Regions from separate parts of the Zea mays genome. Here region 2 is linked to region 1. A link is a contact called in public Hi-C data. All regions are on one chromosome and are shown on one strand. The core of a region is the stretch at or near the end of the contact, and the rest is flanking DNA. Distances in the headings are between cores, read along the strand shown.

What was found. Hi-C and Micro-C count contacts between places; a contact is called where the count stands out from the background.
Region 2: a contact with region 1 is called in a Hi-C map of leaf mesophyll, with 5 times the contacts expected there. The contact joins the promoter of LOC109944788 here to the promoter of LOC100274281 in region 1. A contact is called at or near these places in 2 of 25 Hi-C or Micro-C datasets (leaf mesophyll and tassel).

Annotation. Positions count from the first base shown.
Region 1 is chr3:5,514,496-5,517,281 of Zm-B73-REFERENCE-NAM-5.0, reverse strand. It overlaps LOC100274281, which reads right to left and starts at 1,532. Exons shown (of 10, transcript NM_001148645.1): 1 at 1,366-1,532; 2 at 1,027-1,268. The coding sequence starts at 1,421. LOC100193763 reads left to right here and starts at 1,775. Exons shown (of 7, transcript NM_001279875.1): 1 at 1,775-2,090; 2 at 2,782-2,786. The coding sequence starts at 1,862.
Region 2 is chr3:5,945,540-5,948,239 of Zm-B73-REFERENCE-NAM-5.0, reverse strand. LOC109944788 reads right to left here and starts at 1,404. Exons shown (of 4, transcript XM_020550081.3): 1 at 505-1,404. The coding sequence starts at 822.

The sequences.
Region 1 (2,786 bases), core at 283-2,782:
TTTATTTCCTAGTATTTGACATATCATATATGTTCATGGTTTTTAAAGCGGTATGGCGAGCCAAGGCGTTGGACCACCGCCTGGACGCCTAGGCAGCGCCTAGGCGACGCCTAGGCGAGGTAGGCGGGCAAGGCACCTAGGCGTTGGACCTCCGCCTAGACGCCTAGGCGACGCCTTAAAAAAGGGTATATGTTGCATACTTGCTGCTGGGCAAACTCGCCTCGCCGTGGCGCCATGATAACCATGGCCATCCATAATGAAAACAATCATAGGGACACACTTGTAGACCAAGACATACAAGAATACACCAAGTCAGGAATCAATGTATTTGCTTCCAAGACATAAGATTAGAATGGTAAGGGCCTTCTCCGGTGTCAGGAAATCAAAAGCGCCCCCAGGCACACTAGAACACACCTTAGTAACCGGGAACTGGGAACTTAGCCACGTTCCTCGTTCCGGGAACGTTCGTTCCGTTTCGGGAACATGGGAACAATCTCGTTCCAATAATGTTAAATCCTAGTTTTAGTAGCGTACCGCGTACCACGTTCCCGTTCCTCGATCCCATCGATCCGGGAACCTGGTTACTAAGGAACACACCATAAGTCGTTGCCAAAGGCCATGTGCCTTTAAAATTCAGTGCCCTACCCGGTTTTCCTTGTAAGTCTTATAAAGTGTATACAGTTTCTTTGAATGGAATCACAAAAGTGATGAATGGCGACCACAACTTGAAATGCAACCGTATAACTCTGTTTATGTGCATGTGCCGCCATGGTATGGCTTGGACATACTTGAACACAATGCTCTATTGTATTAGGTGCTTATAGTCTGAGGGCTGCACGAAGCTCAAATTTAGTTGCATCAACACAACACTAAACTAACTCATGTAGTAGGATAAGATTTTGCGGTCTGAGTTTAGTGTCATAACTAAGCAGTCTAATCAAACATTCGACGAACACCATCACCTCCTGATTCATAACTTTTTACTTGTGTAGTTTCCGAAGGCAACAGCAGTCTCAAAATCATTACCTGGGAAGCCCACATCACGGAACTCACGCACCGGCTTGGGCACGTCGCGGCCGTCGACGGTGATCTCCCGGCGGCGGCGGTACGCCTCCACCTCTTCCTCCGTCATGCCGGCCACCGCGGGTGACTCCACGTAGAAGTTCTTCTCGAAGCGCGGCAGCCCATCTAGCTCCGAGGCCGCCGCGGAAGCGTCCGCCTTGCTCGGCGCCGAGAACGCCCTCGACCCGCCTCCGAACGCCCCCTCGCTGGATGGAACACAAGGGGAAGCACAGTCACTCGCGTCGGCCGCGGCCAGGGCTTAGGGTTCAGACTTTAGAGCCTGACCGTGGGGCGGTCAATTACCTGCGGCGGTCGCGGTAGGAGCCCGCGTCCGCAGCGCGGCCGTCGTAGCGGCTCATGGCGGCGGTCGCCGGCGGCGAGGAGGATGGCTAGGGTTTAGGCGCGCGAGAGTATGGACTATGGAGGAGCCGCGACCGGTAGGGTTTGGTTCGGTAATTGGGCGGTTGGCGCGGTGGCCTTCGGTTCCGAAGATTCCAGGAGCAAGCAAAGCAACACTCCAGGAGATGAAATTTATGATTCGAAATGAAGCCAGTGAAATCGGTGGCCACGAGCGGAGGAGAGGCACGTCGAAGGCTCGAAGAGTTTCAGTCGAGACGAGGCCCAGAAAACGTTTTCCTGGAAATACTCCAACGCAGTTGTTAAACGTATTCGCTCGGATACGTTTTGCTAATGGCAGGTGGGGCCCGCAAGTGCCACGGATAAAGGTGGGGAAAAGATCTTTGACGGCTGTGTTATCCAGTCCAGTATCCTCGACGGTCGACGCCGGCGCGAGCAGCAAATGGCCACCGCGGCGGTGACGATGACCATGGCGACGCACAACCCCCGCGCCCGCGCACCCCTCCGCGTCTGCGCCGCCTGGGACATGAACCCGGGAGCCGCCACCGTGGCCACGCCCAAGCCCTCCAAGGCCAAGGCCAAGCCGCCGCCGCCGCCCGCGACCACAACCCCGGCCCGCCCGCCTCCTCTGACCCACGCCGATCTCTTCGCGCGCTCCAGCGAGGCGCAAGGTATCGTCTCCTGTCCTCACCATATGCCCCGTGCTTTGCTTGGCGGCCTGAAGTTTCTGCGCTTTTGTGTGTTGTGTGCCTGCAGTAAGTAATAATGAGAGGGCACCAAATCGATGAGCACATTCGTAAATTCTATCGTATAAGGTTAGTGAGAGTTTGAAATGAATTATGTCAGGTAGGTTGTGTCATTGATGAGTGAGAAATGCAATTGGCTGTATTTTTTATTTAAGATAGACACCATGATATCAGAAATGGTTATGCAGGCCTCAGACATGGAGTCGTAATTCCTTATCTGCTGAAGCACCAGCTTAAATCAGCAAAGGCCTGTATACACAGACTCCTAGCAATTGGGCTGTCTGTCTTTAGAAGTAATAGGATCGGAGTTTTCATTGCCCCAACTCAGTGCAGATTTAGTGGCCAGTTAGCACTCCATAGTACCTGCATGTTTGGTTCAGTCCTCCAATAAACCGTTGATAGCATTTCCATAAACTCCCCCCCACCCCCCCAAGTTTGCACCTCTGCAGAACTGAAAGATCTTGTATATCTTATTTGCCACTCCACCTTAAGGAAAGAATAGGGATGATGGTAACTAACTAATCCGATGTGTTCAACCGTTGATAGTGTCTGCCTTTTGCAATTATTCCTCACCATAAGCTTCATGTTTGATCTGTGATTAGTATGGTTCATACAGGAGGG
Region 2 (2,700 bases), core at 155-2,654, 430 kb before region 1:
GTGAATACTTTCTCCCCCCTCAGCTCAGCACTACGCTACGCTGTTGTTTATGATGCTTAGCCCAACATTTGACTTGTCCTTCCCAATTTGCTGACCGGGCCACTACGGGTAAAAAGAACAGGAAGAAAGCTGTGCATTGACCTCGAGCGCTCCACCACCGAAGCTGCGGTCCGCAAGCCTCCACCAATTCGCAGCAGGAAATGGTCTCCGCGCAACTTACCACCGGCGACGAAATACCAACGACAGGTTGATTTGAAAAAAAGAAAGAATAGGATTTGAGCGAGGGAAAAAATGGAGCAGATTAAGGTATAGTCGTAGTCTCGTAGAAGTTGGAAATGAAATCAGGACGCCTTTTAAAAAAAAAAACCAATCGTGTTCGTAGCGTCCAAATCAGTGTACCAGAAGAAGATCGAGCAATCAATCATATCCGTAGTAGCACTGTTAAGCTAGGGGGTATTGATTTGGCGGAAAGGGAAAACTGATCATCGAGGGGAGAGCGCTCACATAGAGGACGGAGAAGAAGACCCCGCGCTCCGGCCGGCCGGCGGCGGCGGGGCCGACGACGCCGAGCCTGAACCGGTTGACGTCGCGCGGATCCCATCGGACGGTCCCGCCGGCCCCGACGGCCTCCACGGCGGTGACCCCGCGCGCCCACCGCCCCGTCAGCATCTGCGAGAGCGCGCCCCCGGGCGCCGGCCACTTGACCTTGACGGCGGCGGCGGCGCCCGGCCACGCCGCGGGGAGGCCCTCCAGCCTCTCGGGTCCCACCCTGACGCCGCCGCCGCCGCCGCTGCCGGCGTGCGGCTTCCTCGCCACCACCATCCCTTGCCGGAGTCTGGATGGCTGGCTGGCCTGCTTCGCTAGCTAGCTGTGCCTTGGCCGGCGCGCGGCTGCCCGTGGCCACCGACGGGGCAGGGGGTTGCTTGCTGGCTGGCTGGCTGGCTGGCTTTCTTCCTCGTGCGTGTCGCGGGCGTTGCGCTTGCGCTGGTGTCCGGCTGTCTGTCGTGTCCGCCCAGCGCGGTTCTCGTCGCGGTCTCGGCTTCGTTAATTTCAACTGCCGCGAGGCGACACGGACAGACACAGCAACAAGAAGAAGAAGAAGCGGCCAGGGCAGCGCGGGGCCCCGCCCGTTGCGGGCCCCGGAGCCTTTAATAGCTGCCCGCAGGAGGGGTCCGGGGATATGCGCGTGCGGGGCCAGGGTGTCAGTGGGCGGAGCTAGCGTGGGCGGAGCTAGCGTGGGCAACGCGGGATTGGATGTGGACGCACAGCCCACTGGCACCGCACCACCAACCGCCGGTGCCGGTGCCGGTGCCGGTGCCGGTGCCGGTGCCCGTGCCCGTGCCGGTCGAACGGCGCGGGGGCAGCTGCGCGCCACATGCAGATGCAGAGCAAGGGAACGACAAGGGCTCACAAATCACTTGCACGTTTTTTTTTTCAACGCGGCATTTATTTGGAAATCAAAAGGGGTTCCAGACTTGCTTCCTGCACCGCGTCGCACTATTATTGGCTCCTGCTGCTGGCGTTGGTGGAGCTGTTATTACGTTGGCTACCGCTAGGTAGGATGTTTATGTTTATTTATTCTAATTGTGGGAGGGATTTCATTTTGCTTTCTAATACAGATCGAGGGACCGGATCTCCCATGATACTCTCATGCAATTATTCCCCCCTTTCCCCCCATTTTTCTGATCTTGTACGGTAGTGTTTAAAAAAAGTTTGGTGAAACGGGCCTGTACGCGCTGGGCTAGCCTTCTAGACCTCCTGACTTTGCGGTCAGGTGCTGTCCGCGTCACTCAGGCCGTACCCGTGCGATGCGAGTGTGCGTGCGTGTGACAAGGCGTACGTACTATCCCGCCCCGGTGGATTAATCTGGAGCGTACGCGTGGCTGTCAGTCCCGGGTACGCTGTCGGTTGCCTGGTCGGGGTCCCGGTGGTTGGCTGTTGCAAGGGGTTCCGTTCCGCCCCGTGGCCCCGGCCCCGTGCGCGTTCGTTTGTCCGGCCGATCCCCTTCAGCTTCAGTCTGCTGTCCTTGGTCCTTGCCTTGGAGCTTTGCGTTTTCGTTCTGGTGTGTGTCGGTGATGCAGTACTTACGACGTCGTCGTGTCAGGTTCATCAACAACCATGTACCAAACTACCGTACTGTTTGCTTAAGCGAGTAGCCAGGCGCCCAGGCCACATAAAATGTTACCGCTTTTCAGTTTTCTCCGATAGAACTCTACAGGTTGTGCAGGGACCGCGTCTTCGTCTCCTGCTGTTTTGTTTGGCCTCGATGGGGGCAGGAGAAAAATCATTTCCCTGACCACCCCGCACGTCATATTGCTCACGTGTGGAATAGCCGAATAGGTGCTATTTCAACTTTCAACAAAGTCATATGTCCTTTTCTTATTTATAGTGACGAGTTGAGCCAACCTAAGGGGGTGTTTGGTTTCTAGGGACTAATTTTTAGTCCCTACATTTTATTCCACTTTAGTTACAAAATTATCAAATATAGAAACTAAAACTTTATTTTAGTTTCTATATTTTTCAATTTATATACTAAAATGGAACAAAATGAAGGGACTAAACATTAGTCCCTAGAAACCAAACACCCCCTAAGTCCGACTCAGCTCGGTCTGACATGGTGGGAGATGAGCGGCTCGGCTCGTCTCGAGCTTAAAGATGTGGCTTTTGGTAAATATAATTACATTATTTATTAAATTAATA